Linked DNA regions of Mus musculus: region 2 is linked to region 1. Evidence: chromatin contacts called from public HiChIP or PLAC-seq data. All regions are on one chromosome and are shown on one strand. Each heading gives the region's core, a stretch centred on a gene start, on an enhancer-like site or on the middle of the called end of the contact. The rest is flanking DNA. Distances are from core to core; before and after follow the strand shown. Region 1 has its middle 65 kb from the start of Iffo2. Region 2 has its middle 33 kb from the start of Tas1r2.

Evidence for each region. HiChIP or PLAC-seq counts read pairs in DNA pulled down with a chosen protein or histone mark.
Region 2: a contact with region 1 is called in an HNF4G HiChIP or PLAC-seq map of pancreatic cancer cells. The contact joins two enhancer-like sites. A contact is called at or near these places in 7 of 484 Hi-C or Micro-C datasets (embryonic stem cells and nephron progenitors) and 3 of 115 datasets of contacts at active chromatin or transcription factors (embryonic stem cells and pancreatic cancer cells).

Annotation. Positions count from the first base shown.
Region 1 is chr4:139,507,100-139,512,153 of GRCm38.p6, forward strand. No RefSeq gene overlaps it. Among named protein-coding and RNA genes, the nearest start is that of Iffo2, 65 kb to the right of the region's middle. Within about 2 kb of position 2,177, at least 14 of the 459 cell types and tissues checked have an H3K27ac peak or open chromatin away from gene starts, as enhancers often do. A contact at or near this core is called in pancreatic cancer cells, where this site is marked.
Region 2 is chr4:139,684,597-139,689,436 of GRCm38.p6, forward strand. No RefSeq gene overlaps it. Among named protein-coding and RNA genes, the nearest start is that of Tas1r2, 33 kb to the left of the region's middle. Within about 2 kb of position 3,540, at least 14 of the 459 cell types and tissues checked have an H3K27ac peak or open chromatin away from gene starts, as enhancers often do. A contact at or near this core is called in pancreatic cancer cells, where this site is marked.

The DNA.
Region 1 (5,054 bases), core at 927-3,426:
CGCCTCAGCCCCTCACCCACACGGCACTCCGTCGTATTTTGAAGATATATTTTATGTCTATGAATGTATGCACATATATGAATGTGCATAGTGTTTATGCCTGCTGTCCACAGAGGTCCCAAGAGGGGCATTGGGTGCTCCAGAACTAGATGGCTGTGAGCTGCCACTCTGTCATAGCGACAGGTGCGCTTTCCCACTGAGCTGGCTCTCCAGCCCTAACTCAGCCCTTCCCTCTTAAAGGTCTGCGCTGTTGACTGTCCGCATATCTGCTTCTAGGGACTGCCGGGGCCCATCCACTACCCGCTTATTTACTGTGTGGGTAGGTAGGTATGCAGATGCCACAGCACACACGTGGGGGTCATAGGATATCTTTGAGGACTAAGTTCTCTCCTTTCACCCTGTGCATTCTGGGATCAAACTCAGGTTGTCAGACTTGCCAGTGATGGCCTTTATCTGCTGAGCCATCTGTGGACCCAGTGTCCTGTCTTGTCCTTCCTTCCTTCTTTCCTTCCTCCCTTCCTTCCTCTTCTTTTCCTTTTCCTTCTCTCCCCTTCCCTTCCCCCTTCCTCCTCCTCCTTAAAAAGATACGGTCTCTCTATGTAGCCCTGGCTGTCCTGGAACACTCTAAGTAGATCAGGCTAGCCTTGAACTCAGAGTTCTGTCTGTCTCTGCCCCCTAAGGTGAGCGGAACCATGCCTAGCCATCAGACCCAACATCTTGTTGTTGCTTTTGTTGTTGAAACATGATCGTATCTAAAGTCAAATTTAATCTACAGCTAAGCATGACTGAATTTCTAATCCTCCTGCCTCCACTTTCTGTACCACCAGCCTGGTTTTTTCAGTGCTGAGGCTCAAACCCCCGGGGCGTCCTGCATACTAGACAAACACTCTACCCACTGAGCTATACTGCCAGCCTTTCCCTGTTTTTTTTTTTTTTTTTTTTTTGAGACAAATTTACGCTCTTGCAAGTGTGCACCACAGCACTTGGCTGCTGGTCTCGAGTCTCCGCGACTTTTGTTCAGTCCCTTGAGATAAGGACAGACTTGAGCTCACTCTCTTCCTGCCTTAGGTGTCTAAATACAGACTTACAGATGCACGTTCCCTCGCCCAGCCACAGTAGACGATTCAAGATTACAGAAGTCAAGCCTGATGAGGCAGCCGTCATCCTGGCACTCGGTAGTTGGAGCAGGAGGGTCAGAAGTTCAAAGCCATCTGCTTTATAGAGTGCCAGGCCTGCCCGGACTACACGAGACCCTGTCTCAAAAACAAACAAGAGCTGGGGAGAGGGCCCAGGGGTAAGAGCGTGTTTTGGTGCGTGAGGATCTGAGGTTGGATTCCCCAGCACCCGCATTAAAGACCGGGCATGGCTGTATGTGTACCTGTAACTCCGGTCCTCTGTGGAATAGAGACAGGAGGATTGCTGGGGTTTGCTGGCCACCAGCCTAGCTCCAGGGCCACTGAGATGCCCTGTCTTAAAGGAATATGGCAGGATGAGAATTTTAAATAGGACACCCTATATTCTGTATTCTCTTCTGAATATGTACACCTGAGCACACATGTGCACGCATGCACATACACAATACTGCAAACCCCACTATCTCTCACATACTGTACAAAGCTGTCCAAGCAGGCAACTGTAGCTAGGTCCCTGCCCAGGCTCTGAGGAAGCCTTGAGGTAAACTCCCCTGGCTTTCTGGTAACTCCCCAGAGAGATGGAACACTTGACCTTGGGCCCACTGCTCCTGAGGGACCCGCTTCCTAGACGACCGTCCCTGTCTCCTGTCACTCTTGTCTGGGTCATCTTGAAGCCCTCTCAGGAGGAGTAGGACCTGCCTTGAGGGGCTCTGCATGGCTTTGGATGGGGCTAGAGTTTATATACTCCAGTCTTCACTTGGCCTCCAAAATCACCCTGCAAACTGGTCAAGAGTGCTGGCTTTTGGACTCAGTGACCCAGAGGTAGACCAGCAGGCCTTGGGCAGGGGCTTTCCAGGTGATGGCTTTGGGGCCACCCATCCTGCTCCCCTAATCCTACCCTGGCTCCCTGCCACCAACCCTGGGCCTGGTACTGTGGGCAGAGGTTTGTGGCAACTACTGCGGGCCAGGTGGCCTCACTCCTCAGGTATGCAATTAGCAGCCCCAGAACAATGCCTGGGTTTTAATGGCTGCCCTTTGAGCCCAGTAATTTGTTGCCTCTTTCACTGGAACAACAGTGGGCCTTGGCAGCAGGGGGAGGTGCTCTTTCCTGCCCTCTGGCCTGCCAAGCACCTGCTGGCAGTTGAGGAGCCATGGGAGAGCAGGGGAAGCCCCCATGGTGTCTGGGGCGGGGGTGGGGGAGTGGTTGCCAGTAGAAGCCCCTAAAGGGTCTAGAATGTGGCTAGGTGCGGGGTGGGGGTGGGGCGGCGGATATAGTGGTATTTGGGGTAAATGCCATCCCTACGTATGTAGGATTCCATCTACTGGAGACCAGTAAGTAGACAGACCATTGTCCTTGGTGACAATGGAGTGGTGAACAAGAAGAGCCCCATCTCAGTCAGGGGGAATGTTGGTCAGAGCTGGATCCCTGCAGGGTGGGTGGAGGTGGGCCAGGAGGCAGAGAGAGAGAGAGAGAGAGAGAGAGAGAGAGAGAGAGAGAGAGAGAGAGAGAGAGAGAGAGAGAGAGAGAGAGAGAGAGAGAGTTCTGTGGTGGGGGTGGAGTCAGCGAGTGCAGGAAGCCCTTTCCCACTGCAGGGTGAATATATCCCATATGAAGAGCCATGTGTAGTAGGCTAGAGTTTTCCAGAGGAGGCTGCAGTCCTGTCTGCCTTCTTTGTTCTTCTTGTAATACAGCCTCCATGTCCCTCCTAGCCACATCCCCTGCATTCAAACCTGGCCATAGCCTTATATACTTATATGCAACTTTGTGCGGGATACCCTATGGCCTTCAAGCTCAGATCATACAATTCTTCTCTGTCTGTCTGTCTGTCTGTCTGTCTGTCTGTCTCTCACTTATTTTTGCATTGCTGGGAATCAAGCCCGGGGTCTCTCTCACACATGTTTTCAACCACCGAGCCATGTCCCAGCTCTTGTGTTTGAGGAGGGTATGTGTGCATGTGTCCATGTGCACACATATGCAGGTCAGAGGACATGGGATGTCCTGCTCTGTCACTCTCCGCCATATTCTCTTGGGTCAGAGTTTCTCACAGAACTGAGAGCTTACTGTGTCAGCTAACTGGCTGCCCAGGAAGCCCTGCAATTCTCCTGCCTCCACCCACCACAGGTCTGGGTCACATGTGTGCTTTTTAGTTAGGTACTAGGGATCCAAATCCAAATCTCCTTAGCCCATGAAAGCCTCCCCATCTTGCTGGGACTGTCCTTCTTGGAACTTGACTGTGATGCTGTGAGGAAGCCCAGAGTCCTTCACAGAAGCTGTGGGGGCGGGGGGAGGGAGAGATGGAGACAGAAAGAGAGAGGGAGAGAGAGGGAGAGAGATGTTACATTCCAAGACCTACCGGCCCATGCAAGTTAAGACCCTACATGACTCCAGCTCCTAGCCTTTGAGTCACCCTCAAGTCTTCCTGTCAGAGTTCCTGATGTGCCCTGATCCCCCAAAGCCCAGGCTAAGTCCCACGAAGTGACTATTTTCTGTCATTGAGTTCTGGGTGGTTCGTTAGCTAGCTGCAGAGACTAGGCTGCTGGGTTGAGGCTTCAGCAATGACATCACAGTGTGAGGCGTCAGACAACCAGGAAATCCCAGGAGTGGGCAGCGGGGGTAGCGGGCAGGGGTATGTGGTGGTTGGTGGCCAGCTCGACGGGATCCAACGTCACCTGTGAGACAAGCCTCTGGATTAGTCTATGAGAGACTTTCTAGACTGGGTTAACTGAGGTAGGAAGACTGATTCTGAATGTGGGCGGCACCATCCTATAGGCTGGGGTCCTGGACTGATTCAAAAAGAAAGTGAGCTGAGGACCAGCATCCGTCTCTCTCTGCTTCCTTCCCGTGGCTCATGCTTCTGCCATCGTGCCTTTCCCCGCCATGATGGGCTGTGCACCCTCAAACCGTGAGCCCACGTAAGCCTTCCTCCTCAAGTTGCTTCTGTCAGGCATCTTGTTACAACAATGAGAAAAGTAACTAATGTGGAGGGTAAGTACCGATAGCAGGCATCAGACGGACAGACAGAATGTGAAACCTGGCGTGACAGAACTCCTAGTCCTTTGTGCACCCAGCATCCAGCCTTGCAGGACTCTTGTCATGTTGTCCTTGAGGAGGATTCGACCTCTGACAGGACCTTCCTGGGGACAGAACACTCAGGATGTTTCACTACAGTGTCCTGGCCTCTGTTCTCCCACAGACCAGAGTTCAGATCTACCTTCTAGAATCATCTGTGATGGAGGGGTTCTCTGAATTCTTGCCAAGGCATCTCTCTGTCTTAGCTCTTCAAGGAAAGATGGTGGTGGCCATTCTAGGGGTTCAACCAACAGGATGAAGGATGTTGGCGTGTTCTGTATGTCACAGGACCTGGAATTATCCAGATCTGATTGTAGCTGCAGGTCAGCCTGGACAGCAGAGTGGCTTTGGGCTTGGCTTGAATCTCCCAGAGCTTTGATGTCACCTCGGTGTCAGAGTCTCAGTGAGTGGAGTCTTTGCCATGGATCAGGCATCAGTAAACACTAGCTAGTGTTTACTGATTTGACAGCAGGCCATGCCTTGTCCCATGAAACCACCTCTCCTGGATGTGGTAACTGTCCAGGGCTAGGGATACAGTTTCTTACACAGTGCATAGCAAACAAAGCCAACTGTTCTTGGTTCCTTGTTACTTTGAAACAGCTCAGCCTTGTTCTAAACTGTTCCAGGAGACCAGGTACCTAAGAGGTGGTAGTGGGAGGGGACTGTTCTCTGAATTAAAGGCAGCTCTGCTAGTGGGTGTCACTGTCTCACCCACAGTGGGGATGGCTCTGACTCTTCTCTTATCCCCACTGTTGTCTGGTCAGGTGGGAGGTCACAGTCACCAGTTTAAGGGGTCACAGGTCCCTCTCCTTCATAGAACCCTCTGTTGCCACCTGGGTGTGGGTTCCCTG
Region 2 (4,840 bases), core at 2,290-4,789, 180 kb after region 1:
CTGGACTTGAAACCTCAGTTTCCCCAGTTATGAACCCTGAAGGGAGGAGCTCTTCCCAGGTTGCTCTAAAGACGAAACCTATTAGAGGCCACAGGGCAGGGATGTTCCTGCAACTCCCACTGGTTCTCAGGGTCATGCCTTGGCCTCTGGGGTCCTTCAGAAATGGATCCCATTGGACCCCATGTGTTCTCTGAAGGGCAGTCCCAGAAGCTGACAGCAGATGGCGATGTTGGTCTCATTCTTGGGCCTCTCAGGTTCCCTTCTCCAGGGACTGGAGAGCTGGGACAGATGGACAGGCAGACAGACACTCGATATGCACACAAAACATGGAGACACATGGAAGAGCACAAAGCTGTTTTATATTAAAGTGTCATGCAAATGTGCAGCCTAGTTAGGTTCTAGTACCTCATGTGTTTTTACATGTCATGGGTGTCATGGCCTCTGTCAAACTTGACATGTGTGTGAGACAGAAAGCAAGAGCAGAGATGAGCACAGGGCAGCTGTGTTGGTTTGGGCACATGGGTGCCTGAGTCTGTGCCTGTGTGCATAGGAGGCTGCGGGATTGTGAGGGGATGGGTGTGTAAGGACTCTTGTGCCTCAGCCGTGTGTGGAGAGATATGTGGATGGATGCCTGTGTGTGCACATGCATGCAGCTTATGTGTGTGCATATATTTATGTTTATATTTGTGTTTCCTGTGTGTTTGTGTGCATGTACACGTGTGCGTTTATCACAACCCTTTCTTAGAGAATGACGGGAATCAAGACCAAGGGACTGAATAGGAGACTCAGCTGCTCTTGCAGAGGGCTGGGTCCAATTCTAGCGTCCACAACTGTCTGCATCTCCAGTCCAGGGGATCAAGTGACCTCTCCTGGCCTCCACAGGCTCTTACATATACATACATACATACATACATACATACAAGCAAAACAATACACACATACACAGAATGAAAATAACAGGATTTTTTAAAATCCCAAGAGGTGTAAACAACAAGGTGGCTTGAAGAACAGGGCAGTGTGAAAGTCAGGTTTGAGCTGCCATTGACCTCTGTGTAAGAGAATGGCCACTTCAGGCTGACCCAGGACCTAGATACCCCATCCAGGTTGGGCACTCACTAGAGTCTTCCAAAACCAGCAGGGGGCCGCTCTGTCACTATTGCTATGGGTGACACTAGTGCATCTGCGTGCTGTGTGTACCTAACACCCTTGGTACACAGATAGGGAAACTGAGGTTCTGTGTGGAGAGGAACTTGCTGGTGTCATAGGGACCAGAGCGTTAGTGTCCGGGGTGGAAGTCCCCACCATGAGACCCACCCTTGTCCAAGCCAGTGGAGGAACAGTGCTGAGTGAGGGTCAGCCTACCCAAGACCAGGTGAGCAGTGGCTGGCGTGTGTGAGACAGGGTGACGGAGGGAAAGTGACTCGGGTCTGAGGGCTGGTGTTAGTGCTGAGGCCTGTGGGGTGAGGTGGGACATAGTTATGGGGAGAGCACCTTCCTGCCAGAGAGAGCCATGAGTGGGAGGTAGGTGTTGGCCAAGCAAGGGCCAGGCCCTCCTCAAGGGATTTGACCTTAGGATAGCAGGTAGTGTGAGTTGTATGTGTGTGTGGTATATGTATGTGTTGTGTGTGGTGTGTGCATGGTATGTTGGGTGTATGTTTTACAAGTATGTGTTTTGTGTGTGTGTGTTGTATGTGTGTGTGTTGTGTGTATAGTATGTGTGTGTTGTGTGTGTGTGTGTTTTGTGTGTTGTATGTGTATTGTATGTGTGTGCTGTGCTGTATGTGTGTGTTGTGTTTGTGAAGTATATGTGTGTTGTATGTATGTGTTGTGTTGTATGTGTGTGTGTTGTGTTGTATGCATGGTATATGTGTGTGTGGTATGTTGCGTGTGTTCTGTATGTATACATGTGTGTTGTTGTGTATGTGTGTATATTGTATGTATGTGTGTTGTGTTGAGTGGTGTGTGTGTGTGAGTATGAGTGTGTGTGCTGCCTGGGGTGAGAAACATCAGCAGAAATGGTCCATATCTGATTTGAGCCTGAACGATCCTAAGATGCAAGCCCAGCTTGGTGGCACATGCCTCTCAGCCTGCCAGTCAGGAGGCTAAGGCGGGAGGGTCCTGAGTTCAAGCTCAGCACCCGCACAGAGGGAGATGCTATCTCAGAAAAGGAAGCAAACAAACAAAGGGCCTGGATGTAGTTACGAGAATATTCGGGGGTGGGGAGAGGGTCTGGTGGTTCTGCGGATGATGTCCAGCGTGTAGCAGGCATTATGAAAAGCAGCATAGTTTTTAGCCTAGACAGCTTGGCCACGTAGAGAAGAGAGTTTGTACTGAGTCCCTGTACAAGGCCCCTCGGGCCTGTCCCTTCTGTGTATTCCTGCCCCCAGTCTCCTTTGCCACTGCAGTGCTTGGCAGGGCTTGTCTCAAGTATAGAACCTCTGTCCAGGCTAAAGGCTGAAAGCCCAGGTCTCCTCTTATAAACTAGATGACATCAATCAAAATGTGTTTCTGAACACCTTCATTTCCCTCTCTGTGACACAGGAGAAGGCTGCTTCTCAGAGCCTGACAGGCGATGGGGCGGTAGTGGGGACTCGTGGGATGTGCACAGCCCAGGACAGGCCATCAGGGCTGTGTGCACTGACCATTGGGCTGCACTGACCCTGCGCAGACCCTTGCCTTTCTGAACTGTGGTGTCTCCTGGCCTAGAGTCCCCAGGGTGGTGCGAGCTCATGGGATATGAGAAGTGCCTGAAGAGGGCGGGTAGAATGTCTTCCCACCTGCTCCACAGAGAAGTGGCTTCAGTGGACAGCGACAAGGCAGGGAGGGTGCCAGGGTTAGCACAAGGCTACCTACTCCAACACCACATCTTTTCTTCTCCAGCTCCCTCTTTCCAAGCTGCTTTAGAAACTTCCCAGCATTCCTTGTTGTCTCCTCTGCACATTAGAATGTGAATTGAAGCAACCTTGCATTTCTGGTGTATCTTCCCTGCCCTCCCCCACCCCACCTCCTATGCCCTCCTGTCCTCTGAGGGACACATGGACAAGACCAGGAACACCCAGGGCTGTTGCAATGTTGTGATGAAGGGGGCCTGTCACTTACAGTGTGTGGTGATAGCCTTGCGGCGGCAGTGGCCACTGCTGTGGGTAATATAGGTTCAGGAGACAGCAGGGCCTTTGGTGCTTTCTTTGCTGCAGGAAGAGTTGACTGTGACAAGGACCATTGATGACATGCGTTGACAGAGTTTAGGGATTCCATCTGTCAGGCCACGCCCAGCTGCCCGCCACTGTGGGCTTTTTTTCTTCTTCCATTTCTTCCCTCTCCCCAACCCTCTGTCTTTCTTCCTTCCTTCCTTGGGGGGGGGGGTCTCATGCATCCCAGGCTAGCCCCAAACTTACCATGACCTTGAACTTGTGATCTCCTTGCCTCTGCCTCCCTCTGGAGTGTTGTGAGTATGCACGTCAGCCACCCCATGCAGTGCTGGGGGCAGGACCCAGGGCCCCGTGAATGCATGCCGGACAAGCGCTCTACCAACCACACTAGGGAAATAGATGCCCAACTCTCAGCCTCTGCTTTGAGTCACCAAATATTTGAGCAAATACGGGTCTAAAAGGAACTGTGAATAAAGAATTCACACACAGAGAGTTAAACAAAGAGGCCTGTGGTCAGGCGTGGTCTGTATTTAACCAAGAACAATGTCATGAGCCTGTGGAGGGAGGCACGAAGGGCCGAGTACTCAGAAAGGTGCCAAGGGTGGGTGGGGGCCTCTGGGTGATTCTGTTCCCAATCAGGATCAGTGGGCTCAGCGTGGACGTCCTAAGATATGACCTGGCTTCACAAGATAAATCTGTCTTAGGTCTCAGTTCCTGGTCTAACCTCAGCTCACCGGACTTTCTGTATGTCCCTGGACTGGCTCCACCCCAAGAAACACCCAAGGCCTCCCCCCCCCCGCCCCTCCCGGCCTCTAAGCCTTTTGATTCCTTCCTGCTGTTTAGGTGAGTCCAGAGAGTAATTCTGGACAGTCCATAGCAAGTAGGTGGAAGCCTCTCAGAGGGCACCTGGGAGGTAGGAGGCTGGCATGTGTCACCGAGGGATGAGGTATATTTCAGGACATTTCCTGATTACCTGCTCTCCTTTCCACCTTCCTGTTTGCACCTGCCTCCCACCTGGGCCTGTTACAGTGCACCTGCCTCCCACCTGGGCCTGTTACAGTGCACCTGCTTCCCACCTGGGCCTGTTACAGTACACCTGCCTCCCACCTGGGCCTGTTACAGTGCACCTGCCTCCCACCTGAGCCTTTTACACTGCACCTGCCTGCCACCTGGGCCTTTTACACTGCACCTGCCTCCCACCTGGGCCTGTTACACTGCACCTGCCTCCCATCTGGGCCTGTTACAGTGCACCTGCCTCCCACCTGAGCCTTTTACACTGCACCTGCCTGCCACCTGGGCCTGTTACAGTGCACCTGCCTCCCACCTGGGCCTGTTACACTGCACCTGCCTGCCACCTGGGCCTGTTACAGTGCACCTGCCTCCCACCTGGGCCTGTTACAGTGCTCCTGCCTCACACCTGGGCCCACATCATGGCTGGCTGAGGGCATGGAGCTCCAACAAGACATATCCACTTTGCAGCCTCTGCACCAGTGCTTCCCATTCTGATATCCATGTGCAGAAAGTGGGTGGCGAACAGAGAGGGAACTGCCTTCTCCAAAGTCACACAGCTACCGGAGGCAGAGAGACAGTTCTGGAAAGACAAGGAAGGAAGTTTGCTATGTGACCCCAACCATAACTGGGGTTGACCTTAATGGAGTAGCCACAAACTGAGCAGCTGGGGGCAGGGAAAT